3 separate regions of the Mus musculus genome follow, and regions 2 and 3 are each linked to region 1. A link is a contact called in public ChIA-PET data. All regions are on one chromosome and are shown on one strand. The core of a region is the stretch at or near the end of the contact, and the rest is flanking DNA. Distances in the headings are between cores, read along the strand shown. Region 1 holds the start of Acot8 (acyl-CoA thioesterase 8). Region 2 holds the start of Elmo2 (engulfment and cell motility 2). Region 3 holds the start of Stk4 (serine/threonine kinase 4).

Region 1 (4,861 bases), core at 1,496-3,995:
GGCATAGACATATACACATCTATCTCTCAAAAATAAGCAAATACATACATACATATACATATTTTTTATAAACGAAGGAAGGTTGGGTATGGTGGCAAAAGCCCTTAATCCCAGCTCTTGGGAGGCAGAGGCAGGCAGAAAGAATGAAGAAAGAACAGAGCCCGGCCTGAGGTCATAAAGGCTGAGGCCAGCCAGGCCTACACAATGAGACCCTATCTCAAAATCAAATCAACCAAGAAAGCTCCAGGGAAGACCCACTGAGAGCAGAGAAGCATTGGTCCACGTCATTCAACAGAATATGGAGCTGGAAAGATGGCTCAGTGGGTAAGAGCACAGACTGCTACTCCAGAGGTCCTGAGTTCAAATCTCGGCAACCACGTGGTGGCTCACAACCATCTGTAATGGGATCTGACGCCCTCTTCTGGAGTGTCTGAAGACAGCTACAGTGTATTCACATAATATAAAATAAATAATTTTTTAAAAGAGTTTTAAAAAGAAACAGAATATGCACTTAATGAGTCTCAGTGAGTGTGATATGGATGCAGGTTGTTTCCAGAGCCTGTCTCAGCCTCCCAAACTGTTGAGGTTGCAGACCTAAGCCAAGTGATGGGCTCCCTCCCTGCTTGTTCTGGTCCCTGAGATAGAACACAGACCCCTCCTGGTGCTAGCCAAGTGTGCTAGTACTAAGCTGCATGCTCTGCCCCTCAGGTACCTTTCAGGGAATCATCTCTCTCTCCCTTCTTCATCCTCCTCGCTAACTCTCCTCCTACCCTTGAGTTAGCCTTCAAAGCCAGGAAAGAAGAAGTAACCACTGGGCTACCAAGTGTGGCTGCAAGCAAGGCGCCAGGGTGCGGGGTTTACCTGCCCGGACAAAGTAGCAGTGCAGGGAGTGGACATGGACGTCTTCACTCACAGACTTGGCTGCAGCCACCAGGGCCTGGCCCATAATTTGACCCCCAAAGAGCCGCTGGGAGGTAGGTACCCAGTAATGCCTTCCTCTGTGGAGAGAGGAAAGTGGAAAAGACTTGAGGGGCGCTGTGAACTCCGTAAGCCTCCAGTAAAGGGTTTAAGGTTACTTGGGTCCTTTTTCAGAACCCGAGGGAGGCCAACGAGTCTGCTCTCGAATCTCTTACATCACCGCACAAATCTTTCGTCCACGCATCTACCCAAGCTTTCTGTGGACTTCAAACAGAACATAAGCGCGAGCTCCCTCGTTTACAGCAAGAGTACAGGAAGCATGTCCACACAGTTCAACCCTTACCAACCCTGGGAGGTCTCAAGTCCACAGCTTCCCCGCCCCAAACCAGGGAAAGGGAGAGGCCAGAAGTTTGTTGAGGCCTTGAACAGACATGAGGAACTCCAAAAAAAACAGATCTGGGACTGGGTTGTGTGGATGAAGGCTTGCTGCTGGCACTCCTTAACCATGACAAGGCAGCTCTTCCAGGAACTAGTTTCAGAGCTAAAAGGACTTCAAGACTTCCCATATAACTCCCTTAAAAAAAAAAAAAAAAAAAAAAAAAAAAAAACAGTCTGAGGTTGTGAAACTGAATGCAGATTAATCTAGCCGAAATCAGAGGCGCTGCCGGCTACCTGCAGATTAATCTAGGTGAAAGGGCTTGCCCAGTGCTGGAGCCTGAACCCTGAGTCCTAGCACTCAACCCTGAGATTGTCAGTTTTTTCTTTACAGAACAATTTGAAAAGCGCTCCTGGCCCAAGACAGTAATTACCTAGCTGGAAGAACGATAGCTTCTGATAAAGTCGTAAGGGCTGCATGGGTCAGAACTGTCACTGAACAGGCATGGTGGTACACACCTTTGAGCCCAGGATTTGGGAGGCAGAGATACACTGGCCTCTGTGAGCTCAAGGCCAGCCAGGTCTACACAGAGTTCCAGGTTAGCCAGGGAGGGCTATACAGAAAGCCTGTCTCAAAACAAAACAAGACAACCAGCTAGACCTGGTGGTGAACTCCTGCCAGCGCTTAAGAGACAAATGAAGGTGGATCCCTGTGGGTTCCAAGCCAACTTGCTGTGTATATATATATACTCTCTCTCTCATTCTCTCCCTCTCCATTCATATATATATAGTGAATTCCAGGTCATCCAGGACTATATTTAGTGACATCTTGTCTCTAAACAAAACAAAAAAATTGTTACAAACCCACTTCAGTGAAAGATAAGTAATGACTTACCAGACATTAAGGGATGGCTTGAACAAACGAACACACACGCACACTCAGTCTACCAGATTAAGCTGCCTTGTGGGGTAGCGGAGTCTCTGTCCCCTCTCTCCCTCTCTCCCTCTCTCCCTCTCTCCCTCTCTCTCTCTCTCTCTCTCTCACACACACACACACACACACACACACCTTCCCCCCCCACCCCCCAGATCGCCTCCTGAAGAGGAAGCAAGGATGGATGCCAGGGACATGCCTTCTAACTGCAGCAGAGCTTGCATCCAACTCTTAACCCCAGAACTGAGGTTCACAGGGAGATGGCAGTAATCGCGACTCTATACTGAAAGAGGGGTGCGAGCCTAGTTCAGAGGCGCTACCGGCTACCTGTAGAGATCTTCATCTAGCGGCTCGAGGTTGAGCACGCTCGTGACCAGCACACTACGGAGGTCCCCGGAAAGGTCGCCGCGGTCGGCGTCGCCATGAGCATCTCCCAGACCCTCTGGCGCTGACATTTTCACTGCTGGCTGCGGTTGAGAGAAACGCGGAAACTTATATAGGCTCCCAGCGCTTCCGGAAGGTCGCTCCAGGGGCCGGAAATCCCAAGGGCTCCGGGGAGCGAGACGCAGATTGTGATTGGTCGATGTGCTTGTCAATTTCAGAGTGGGCGCGGCTAGCTCTATCTTAAGATTGGAGGATATTTGTGTCAGTTTTGGACATCCGCGTGTGATTGGGTGAATCAGCGAGGGGGCGGAGCCTTGGAGATGAATAATAAGGGATGAGCGTCTTTCCTCTTCTGTCACTGAGCAAAGTCGCCCCTAGGTTGCTGTTACCGGTCTCCTCCTGTTCTGGGCTCCTCCCAAGCGCCCTGTAAGCCACTCACTCGGGACCGCAGCTGGGCCCGTGCCAGCCGTTACCCAGTGACCTCTGACCCCTGCCGTGGTTCTAGGTTCTAGGAGGGCCAGTCCCCGGCCATGGAGCTAGGCAGCTGCTTTAAGACCTACGAGGACTTCAAGGAGTGTTTCAGCGCCTACAAAAAGGAGACCAGGTGCTCCTTCATTGTCAGGGACTGCATCTCCGTCCGCTTCCATAACCTCAACAACGGCACCTCTTTCCGCGAGGATATCCTGTAAGGGCGGGGCAGGAGGGTGGGGAGGAGGGCTGCCTGGAGGAGGAGGGCGTGCATGGAGGAGCCACGTTCCCCGTGCCTGCGGAAAAACGAGGGAAACCTCACCGGCGTGGCCTTTGCTACCCGCCGCGCTTGCTCCCACTCCTTCATTCACGAGCTTTCCTGGGAATTCGCAGTAACTGCATCTTGTTGTTTTTCCGTTTTATTTGTTTGTTGAGAGAATCTATCTCAAGCGCAAGGCTGGTTGAGGAGTGAATTGAAACGCCTTAGTAATAATTTCCTCCATTAGCCTCCTCTTTACAAAGCAGTAATGGTGCTCATTGGTTGGTTGGTTGGTTCTTTTCGGTGATTGATTTTGTAAATGATTCTTGAGCTCCAGATACAGCCGTTTTCAAACACCTTCCTTATCCAAGGTGGTGCTCCCTGAGTGCCTTTCTTACTCTGCAGGGCTGTGTGTCAGAATTATTGGTGGTAGCTCCCTGACTCATTTGACTTTAGGGGCTAAAAGCTGATGAAAACGCCAGGGCTTTTAGGGTTCAGGTGAAACAGCCTACTATAAATTTAGCTTTTAGTTTTTCTTTGAAAGAAAGAATAAGGGTGCAGGTTTAGAAGCCCAATGCGAAAAGGTTGAGGCCGGCGGGTCATGAGTTTGAGACAAATCAGTTTGGTTTAAAAAAAAAAATACAGGGAAAGGGGGTTGGTGGTGGAAGCCTTTAATCCCAGCACTCAGGAGGCAGAGGCAGGCAGATCTCTGTGAGTTCGACGCCAGTCTGGTCTACAGAGCAGCTTCCAGGACAGTCAGGGCTACACAGAGAAAACCTGTCTTGAAAAACCAAAGTGGGGAGTTGGGGGGCGGGAGGGAGAGACAGAGAGAAATGGGAAGCAGCCCCGCCCCTTCGTAAAAAGGAAGGTTTGTGTGCCCAGTCTTTTGCTGTGAAATCTAATCATATGAATCAATTTGAAAGTCAATTCAAGTTTTAATTACAACATATAGGCCAACTGAGTGTCAAAATATACCAAAGTTTGAGTCAGGGATTGAGCTCTTTGGACAGTACTTTCCAGACTATAGAGCCTGGCTGTGTTCTGGCTCCATTCTGAAGTCCAGGGTCACTCTTGGGTACACATAAAGATGAATAAGTGTCCCTAAGGAGTTACTTGGACTTAGAAACTAATATGGATGAAAATAACAAATGGGGGGCTGGACTGATAGCTCGTGGGGAAGAGGACTGAGGCTCACGCATGGTGGATTGGCAGCACCTGTAACTCCAGATCTAGGAATCCTTTAAGGGCTCCTGCAAGCACACAGCACACGTACATTCTCAGGCCCACACGTATGCATTGAATGTCTGTCAGGTGTGGTGGTGTATGCCTTTAAGTCCCAGAACTTGGAAGACAGAGGCGGGTCTGTGCCTGTGGGTTGAAGGTCAGCGTGGCCTAAGTAATGAGTTCCAGGGCAGCAAAGACTCCTATCTCAAAAAAAAAAAGTTAATATTATAAAGGAAACTAAACGTCTCCTGAAAATACACTTTTTGATTGTTTGTTTTTTTACACAAGCCCTCTTTATA
Region 2 (4,485 bases), core at 994-3,493, 520 kb after region 1:
ATAAACCATGCAGCTCACACACAGGGACCCAGCAAGCTAAGAAGTGCTACCCAGCATAGAAGTTCAAGCTTAGTTGGGGGGGTGGGGGGCAGGGGAGACAGATACATTTCTTCATGCAGCTGGGCCAAGATGCCGCTTGGCAACTTCTGACACTCCTCTCCCACCATGCGCTTTCCTACACGTATGCTCGTCCTCTTACGAAACATGATCTTGTCTTTCCAAGACCACCCTGGGCATCCTGAAGACTAGGGCTGTCACTTCACTGTCCAAGGGGCCTCAAGGGGCCAAGTACTGACCTCATGGAGAAAACTCCCTTGTGGAGCGACTGAGAATTAACCCGCCCTGCTGGCAACTCCAGTCCCAGTATCCCCAGCATCTCTGAGCTCTTACAGGCCACAGGTTTTCTGCTCCAACCCTGGGACCAGGATGCATTAATGCGGGTGGGTGAGCCAAGGGATCGTCGGTGACTTGGTCAGAGGAGGTCTTGCCTGGTGGGTTTTTCTTTTTGAGCTGGAGTCTCACTCCACTGCCCAGGCTGGTTTTGAACTCCTGTATTCAAGGGATCCTTCTGCCCTAGCTAGCCTTTACAGTGCTCTGGCTACCGGTGCATACCTCCAAACCCAGGGCAGGTATTTCTTACCTATGTTTGCTCGTGAGCCACCCAGGAAGATATGACCTAGGCACAGAGCGTGTCAGAGTATGCTAAATACTGGTATCATCATTTTTAAAAGCAGTCTAGTCTTCATACCCTGCACCCCAAACTTTCTTGGCACCTCTTAGAAGCAGCATCAAACATAAAAAGAATAACAAGATTCAAGAGCAACAGACAAGCTGGGCATGGTAGAACATGCCCTTAATCAGAGGCCAGCTTGGTCTACAGAGATTGTTCCAGGACAGCCAGGGCTACACAGAGAAACCCCTTCTTGAACCAGCCCTGTCTCTTTTGCTCCAAACGGTAGAATGAATCTGGGCAGGTAAACTCTTTTAGGATCTTTGCTATTTTTAATCTGTAAATGCAAATAATGATAGTCTCCTCAAAAGACCACAACTCGAACTAAACGCCCTCACATTTGCACACTACTGAGCACTTCACAGCCAAGGCAGCCACCCTAGCAATGTGGTTACTGACCGACCACTTGACAAATGGCTGCCGTGCTTCTTCTGAGAAGCAAGAAGTGCTGTCCCAAGAGTGAGGCACACCAGAGCTCAAGAAGTTAGCACACACACACACAAACAGTCAACAACTCCATTAACGTGATTTTACATTGGTTATGTGAATTCCTAATTATAATCTGAAATGTATTAACTAAAGCATGAGTAAATTATTCCACTTACATATTTTACATTCCTGAGATGTGACTGTTAGAAAAGTTTAATTAACAAATGTGACTTGCATTATTTCTCTTTTGGAGAGCCCAGGTTGGCCTAGTGCCCGGCACACAGAAAGCATTCCAAAAGGTGGCTTCCACCCACAACAGATGGGATGTCAGGGGCTGCGGCTGCATCCCCCAGGCAAACTCTAGCCCTTCGTTCATTCATTTAGTAAACATCTATAGTGTCTGGCCTGCTGAGACGCTGTGGGTGCATGGAGCAACATCAGGTAAGGTCTTCTTCCTCCTGGGCATTCCTACCTGCTGGGACAGGCAGACGTCAATCAACACTTTCAAACTGTTGAAAGCTACTGATGTGTAGGGACACCAGAATGTTCAGAGTGTCGCACCAGGGTCAGAACTCGGGACCCCGGAAGCCTTCGGAAGGAAGACTGGGAAGATGAAAAAAAGTTTACTAGACTAGACGTAGGGGCGGCGGACTCTGAGGGTGGCCAGAGCGAGGGATGGAGAAGGAACAGAACCAGGCCGGGAGCAGCCTAAGCCTAGGGAGGGCGGCGAAGGACCAGATCTGCAGGGCCCGGAAAAAGGGGAGGGTGGAAACCAGCACCGGAGCACCCCGGGCATTGCAATGCTGCGGGAAGAAGCGAATGAGAGCGGCCTGGACCGAAGCCGGGCAGTGGAGAAGGAAAGAGGGCCGGTACCGACCGCAGGGGGATTACCGGATCGGCACCGTGCCCGGGCTTGGAGGTCGGGCAGACGCTGCCCTCCGCCTCAACCCCAACCTCGGTCCCCGGCTCCCAACCCTCAACACTCTGTCTCTCTGCCTCGAGCCCCGAGCGTCCCTCACTCACCCGGCACCCGCCGAGGCCCAGCTCCGCGCCCGCGTCCCGCCGCCGCTCCACTGGCCCCGTCTGCCCCGCCCTCCTGAAGCCCCGCCCTGCGAAGGGCGGCCCGGGCTTCTATTGCTCCGCTTTGCTGTCAAGATGAAAAGTCTCGCTTTCACTGGGTTGTTTGTCTGTCAATAAAAGGGAGGCGGGCCTAACTGAGGGCGCGGGCTGGAGCGACGCCGGCTGGCCCCTCCCCTCCGCGGAGGCCTCTTAAAGAGACAGACTACCATTCTTCTGCAGGCTATTGGGTCTAAAGGAACGTGATTTCCCAGCAGACACTAGAGGCTGCTCCCCACCCAAACTTTTTTTCTCTTTTATTTCTGTACACAGCCTCCGGGTGAAGGAGGTTGGAGGGGCGGGGAGGGGGCGCGCTCTGGGTCCTTGAGACCCATTGTTGTAAGGAGCAAGCTATCCTCTGGTGATGCTCACCTGATCCGACTCAACGATGGGAATAGCTGATTTAGGGAACTGAGTGGGAGGTGACAGTCGTGTCAGAGGCTATGAGCAGCCGCGGCTGCTCACTACGGAGATGGAGCTAATTATACCGGCACCCAGGGCTGACCGTGGGCGCTGAGCAGAGGCAGAGGGGTACAGCTCAGCTGTGCTGTTGGTAGGGATCCGTGGGAGGTGGCGTTCGTCACCGCACCTGCGGATCTAACAAGGCCGGGCACAGCGCCAAGGACTCACTCCTGCCATCTCCCTTAAAGCTCACAGCAGGCTGGTAGGGAGGGCTAGTATGCGATCCCCAGTTGCAGAAGAAAAGACTAGGGGTCTTATGGGACCAACTAACTATACAACCGGTGACTATACAGCAAGACGCTATCTCCCTGTTTAACTCCAAATTTTGTTTTTTTTAATCATTTCTCTTAGCAGATCCTTAGGACAATGCCAGAAGACAGACATTTTGTTATCCATTCTGTAGAGACTCGGCTGGCCGCTCAGCAGAGAGATGGAAATAATGGCTACCTTTTACTGTCTTTGAAGCAGTTTTACAGGCACAGTTACATTGACTCCTGCAATTGAATTGAATTGAAGCGGATTCTTATCAGCTGGTGAACAGGATGGTGCCCAGGAAGCAAAGCTCCCCTCCCACAATCACAGTGCTAATAAGGCCTGTGCAGGGGCCGGCCAGTCACACTTCCAATAGGTTCACATACTGCCTGCTTCCAGCCAGTCTCTGTCTTTGTTTTATCGAAAGCCACCCAGGATAAAGCATATGGCCGTGTTCCAAAATAGCTTTACGCTGGAACATAGGGTAGCCACCCTTGTCTGCAGCACCATTCTGGACCCCAGGTCCTTTGCTGCTCTGTGGGAGCCTCATACGACCCTATCAGATTCACATTATTATCTCTTATTGTCCTCCGTAGTCTTGTGAGCATCCTCTTTGTGGTGGGTTGTTTATTTCTTTGTTTGCTGCCTATTTTGAAACAGGGTGTTTGCAGGGACGTTTAAACAGATGTGTCCCCATTTCCCCTCCCCCTAAGGCACCAATGACAAACCAAAGAGTATTCCATTCAGTCAGTCCAACTTGGGGAGCCAGCGAGGGCCTTGATGTCACCTTCAGAACATGGATGTCTGGGTTTGTGTTTCCATTGCTGTGCTAAAACATCACAGCCAAAGGCAACTTGGGGGAGGAAAGGGTTGATTTGGCCTGCACCCCCGAGGTCTACAGCTGAGGGAAATCAGGGCAGGAAGTCAAGGCAACAACCAAGAAGCAGAGGCCAAGAAGAAGCACTCCTTACTGGCTTGCTCCAGGTAGCTTGCTCCAGCACTTTCTTATACAACCCAGGAGTGTCACTGTCCACAGTGGGCTGGGCCCTCCCCACAACCATCACCAATCAAGAAAAGGCTCCACAGACTTGCTTAAAAACCTAATTTAATGGAGGCATTTTCTCAACTGAGGTGTCCTCTTTCCAGATGACCCTAGCTTGTGTCAAGTTGACAAAAGCTAACCAGCACAATGCACCCACCACCACACCACCAGAAAGTCTCACCTCACCACCAATAATGGCTTTCCCATAGTCCTCCCCTCTTCAGCCAGCTTCCCACTTTACAAGGCCATGTGCAATTAGAACACAATTCCACACAACTGGCTGAGCAATCTACCACCCTTCATAATGGGCTTCAGTGAGTCCTCTGCCCTGGGATTAGCCTGTGTCTTCCCCACCCCATTAAGAGGATGTCAGGCCCTGTCCACTGGCCTTTTTTTAGCAGCATGGGACGCTCAGCCGCTCCTCTCAGACAACATCCCCTTGCTCCCTCTGCCT
Region 3 (4,600 bases), core at 1,626-4,125, 730 kb before region 1:
GCCAGGGAAGGGCGGAGCTAAGAGGGTCGGAGGCGGGGGCGTTGAGAAACAAGGCCTTTGGCGTGAGCTCTGTCTGGAACTCGTGGTCAACAAGTTTGAAGATGGTGGCTGGCACTCCAGTGCTGAAGCGACAGCTGAATCACCGAAGGAGGCAGACTATCTTCCCTCCGTTGGACCTGGGAAGCAATTAATCCACGACCAAGAGAAAACATACTTTTTGTCAAGATTGTTTGTTTTCGAGACAGGGTTTCTCTGTATAGTCCTGGCTGTCCTGGAACTCACTCTGTAGACCATGCTGGCCTCGAACTCAGAAATCTGCCTGCCTCTGCCTCCCAAGTTTTGGGATTAAAGGCGGGTGCCACCACGCCCGGCTCGTCAAGATCTTAATACTATAAAGAAGCAAAGAGCGGGATGATGCAAACGTGTGGAAGTCTAAGGCACCCTCGAGGACTGTATAGGATAGAGTGAGAATGATGAAAATTTTTTATACGCACAAAAGAATATAATGCACTTAAAAAAAAAATTGAAGCAACATAATCCAAAGTTGAGGTCTGCAGTTCCACCACTTTGGAGGCCAAGGACAGTATAGCTGAGCTCCTGTTTTAAAACAAAACCAAGAAAACACAATGATGTTATAGGTGATAGGTTATTTCTCCGTTGCCGATGAAATGAGCCAATTTAAACCAGATTATAGTAAAGGCAGGTTTATTGGGAAGCTGCTTTCGGGCAAGTTCACCGGTCCCAAAGGAGGAGGCCAGGGAAGTCGCCATGGGGACGGGGGTGGGGGGGGGCGGGGGGTGGGAGGGGGAAAGAAAGAAAGAAAGAAAGAAAGAAAGAAAGAAAGAAAGAAAGAAGGAGGGCACTTATGCATAGAGAGAAAAGAAGGGCAGACCAAAGTGTCTGGATTATATAGGGAGGAGCCTCTGGGGGAAGGGCAGCCCAGCCTCTGGGCTTAAAGTTCAGGGGTGGGGGCATGGCATGGCAGGTAGGCACTGAGGGATGCTGGGAGAACCTGGAGATTGGGGAAGGCAAACAATAGGAAATACCCCTGTGGAGGCTGTTAAACCTGAGCAGGCCACAGAGAGCCTCTGAGGCAGAGAATCAGCTGAAACCTGAGATGTCGGGATCAGGATTCCAGAAAGCTGGAAAGCGCCTGGCATCTTGTGGACCATAAAACTTATTTAGTGGGTGAATACAGATGGATACAGATGAATACAGTGAATACACATGGATAACACTGGAGCTGGGCTTGGTGGTGGACGCTTTAATCCCGGCACTTAGGAGGTAGAGGCAGGTTGGTTTCTGAATTTGAGGCCAGCCTGGTCTACATAGCATGTTCCAGGCCAGTCAGGGAATATACAGATGCTGCTTCAAACAAATCCCTACAAACAACCCTAAACTAAAAATATACCCACTACGCCCCTAAAAACAGAACGGTGAGGGCTCAGCGACGGAACTTCAGAAATCTGTGAGTTTTATTTTTTTAAAAAGATTTATTGATTTTATGTATGTGAGTACACTGCAGCTGTCTTCAGTCACACGCCAGAAGAGGACATCAGATCCCATTACAGGTTGTGAGCCACCATGTGGTTGCTGGGAATGGAACTCAGAACCTCTTCAAGAGCAGTCAGTGCTCTTAACCACTGAGCCACCCCTCCAGCCCTTGAGCTTTATTTTTGTCAATAACCCTATCGGCTTGAGCTGAGTCTAGACTGTCATTTTGGACTAAATTAGTGGATCTTTCCGTTTTTGGGGGTGTGCCAGGTCCAAAGCGAACCCCCAATTCCTCCCCCAAAAGGGAAGGCTTGTGTTGAATATTGAAAGTGTAAACAAAAGGATTGCTGGTGGACAGACCCGAGTAGTCCTCTGTAACCTGTTGGTTTCTGTCTACCAAAAGGAGTCACTCCTTTATCGTCCTTGCCTTTGGTAAAGGAGACTTAAGCCAAGCTAACCTGCAGGGTCCTTGGTCCCTAGTAACATATATCTGTTATGAGTAGCAAAGCAGCCTGGCCCTCCTTACCTCCTCCACTATGCTCCCAGGCTGTTCCAGATTACAACTTGCACACTCCCCTCCGCAGCAGTTACGCTACAGCAAGGTCCCGACCGGCTCTTCTCCCTCTTCGCTAATTTTTTCTGCCCGGAAGATATAGCCCTGGCCTTGGCCAGTCTGTTTTTTTCTCTCTGCTCAGGAGTCTTCCAGATGCTGTTTGGTCTCATCTACAATAAAACCTCTCCAGTCTTGGAGCAGAGATTTTGATGGTTTCTTGACTGCGCCCTAGTTTACAGAGGGCTTGGGGCTTTTCCCCTTGGCCCTAATATGAACTCACTTCTTTTTCTTTCTCTCTCTCTCTCTCTCTCTCTCTCTATATATATATATATATATAATATATATATATAAATATATATAAATATATATATACACACACACACATATATAAAATATATATATAAATATATATAAATATATATAAATATATATAAATATATATAAATATATATATATACACATATATAAATATATATATACACACATATATAAATATATATATACACACATATATAAATATATATATACATATATATAAATATATATATATATTTATATATATATATTTTAAGAACTCACTTATCAAGCCCGTGCTTTGCTAACAGCCTCCCCATCTGAGAAACTGGAGAACCCTCAAGGAGTCAGGCTTGAAAGTATTCAGTCCAAAGGCAAGTCAAGGAGAGGGTGTCGCTGACACTCGGGCCACTAGAGGCCGCCCGAGAGGCACCTCTTCGGCTTTCTGACTTCTGTATCCGCCCGCCACTGTGCCACGTGACTCCCGCCGCTCCGCCCAGCCTCCTCTCGCTTCCGGTAGGGGCGGAAAGCGGAAGTGTGGGAGGGTTCGCGGGGCGGGCTCCGGGAGGATGGAGCATTGAGGCAGTCTGGGCGGCTGCCGGCAGCGCCATGGAGACCGTGCAGCTGAGGAACCCACCGCGCAGGTGAGGGGCCGTAGGCTGAGAGGCAAGAGAGTTGGGTGAGGAGAGAAGGCGCGAGCTTGCTGAGGGTAGACCCCGGCGTGCGAGCTCGGGCCGGGAGGAGAGGGACCCGCGAGGCTGGTGACCGGGCTGCAGTAGCACCTGCCGAGAGAGGAGGGAGCGTCCGCTGGCCCGGGCAGAAGTGGTTTTGCTTAGAGAGAGCACTCTCTGGGCAACGTGCGGACAAGTTAGGGGAGACCCCAGCAGAGGCCGGGGAAGGCGCCCCAAGAAGGGACCCGAGGATGTAGGGGCGAATGCTGAGGCCGGGTGAGCGAGGACTTAACCCTGTTGCTTCGCTTTCGAGGCAGAAGTCGTTAGAAACATTGATTGGAGGTCCCATGGCTAAGTAAGGGGTGGAGCGGGGATTTTGGGTCCTGGTGGTTCTGTCCCAAGTCATTGCTCCTAACTGCCTTACTGTGTCAGTACCAACGTTTCACGGTTCTAGTAATGGAGAAAGGGTTATGGGGGGCTAGAGTTTCCAAGGGGCTTCAGGGTGTCCGCCCCATGTAGGATGATGTATTAGTAGTGATGGCGGTAATGGCTTTTATTACTGAGTTCATGAGTGACTGCCTACTTTTTTTCAAATCGTCCTCAGCCTTCCAACACCCAAAGTTGGGACGTTGATAAAGAACAAACAAACAAACAAACAAACACCAACCCGGGAGTGGGTAATCTGAGGTCCAATAAATAGAGTTTAGACACAGTAGGCTCAGCCAGACTTTGTCCTGTTCAAATTCTGTTTCGATACTCTCTTGGCTCTAGATTCTAGAAGTATCTAGAGTTGTTTTGGGTCAAGATGAACTGACTGCTGTTGTGCTGGACCACTCCCCGTCTCACCTGGAGAAAAAAAGCCTAGAGCCTGAGGGAGTCGTGCTTCTCTCAGACACAGCTAAAAACTTGGGTTTCACAGAGAAGACATTTGACTTCCTGCAGCAGAATGAGCACTAAAATAGGAAGTGTTCAGAGTAAGGGAGTGCCGGGCACCGGAGAGGTGGTGTGTGTGTGTGTGTGTGTGTGTGTGTGTGTGTGTGTGTGTGTGAAAGCCTGGGCAGCACTCTTAGGGGAGGCAGGGTCTGTTGGAAGTACACAAACATGGAATCAAACAAACAGCTTGTTGAGATGGGCTCAGGTTTGACTTAGTGTGGTGTGCTGAGGCACTCAAAGGAGTACTTATTAATTACAGCCAGAGAATGCTGCAGGGCGGCAGGCACTGTTTCATTGCTTTCCAGCTTGCCTGTTCAGCCATAGGAAATTGCTGGTGTTTTGAACTTGTAAACATGGTACACCTTACTGGCGCAGCTAGCCTTCGCAACTATCATATAAGGAGGATATCCCTGTATCCTTAGTGTAAAGAGGATAAAGCCAGGGCACAGAGAGGCAGGCCACTTGTTAGCTGCTCCATAGTTAGAGGCACAGTTGGGGTGTTAACATCTGGTGATCTAGTCTTAAAATCCTTGCGCTTAGCTTTTTTACTCTGATGTCTCTCTGGAAGTTACCTGTTACATTGGGTCTTTCTTTGTATATACGCATCTTAGCAGATTGTTCCTGTATGTACGGAATCAGTAACCACTAGGCCAGT

Evidence for each region. ChIA-PET counts read pairs in DNA pulled down with a chosen protein or histone mark.
Region 2: an RNA polymerase II ChIA-PET map of memory CD8 T cells shows a contact between it and region 1, with 12 read pairs. The contact joins the promoter of Elmo2 here to the promoter of Acot8 in region 1. A contact is called at or near these places in 4 of 39 promoter capture datasets (hippocampal neurons, liver and pre-B cells), 3 of 115 datasets of contacts at active chromatin or transcription factors (bone marrow-derived macrophages, extraembryonic endoderm stem cells and memory CD8 T cells) and 3 of 9 other capture datasets (adipose tissue, liver and pancreatic islet).
Region 3: an RNA polymerase II ChIA-PET map of memory CD8 T cells shows a contact between it and region 1, with 26 read pairs. The contact joins the promoter of Stk4 here to the promoter of Acot8 in region 1. A contact is called at or near these places in 7 of 39 promoter capture datasets (the C10 cell line, cranial neural crest, hippocampal neurons and 4 more) and 4 of 115 datasets of contacts at active chromatin or transcription factors (the 230-238 cell line, astrocytes, embryonic stem cells and 1 more).

Annotation. Positions count from the first base shown.
Region 1 is chr2:164,802,136-164,806,996 of GRCm38.p6, forward strand. Acot8 (acyl-CoA thioesterase 8) reads right to left here and starts at 2,746. Exons shown (of 6, transcript NM_133240.2): 1 at 2,555-2,746; 2 at 862-998. The coding sequence starts at 2,682. Zswim3 (zinc finger SWIM-type containing 3) reads left to right here and starts at 2,979. Exons shown (of 2, transcript NM_178375.2): 1 at 2,979-3,296. The coding sequence starts at 3,142.
Region 2 is chr2:165,324,236-165,328,720 of GRCm38.p6, forward strand. Elmo2 (engulfment and cell motility 2) reads right to left here and starts at 2,244. Exons shown (of 21, transcript NM_080287.2): 1 at 2,183-2,244.
Region 3 is chr2:164,071,263-164,075,862 of GRCm38.p6, forward strand. Stk4 (serine/threonine kinase 4) reads left to right here and starts at 2,876. Exons shown (of 11, transcript NM_021420.4): 1 at 2,876-2,985. The coding sequence starts at 2,951.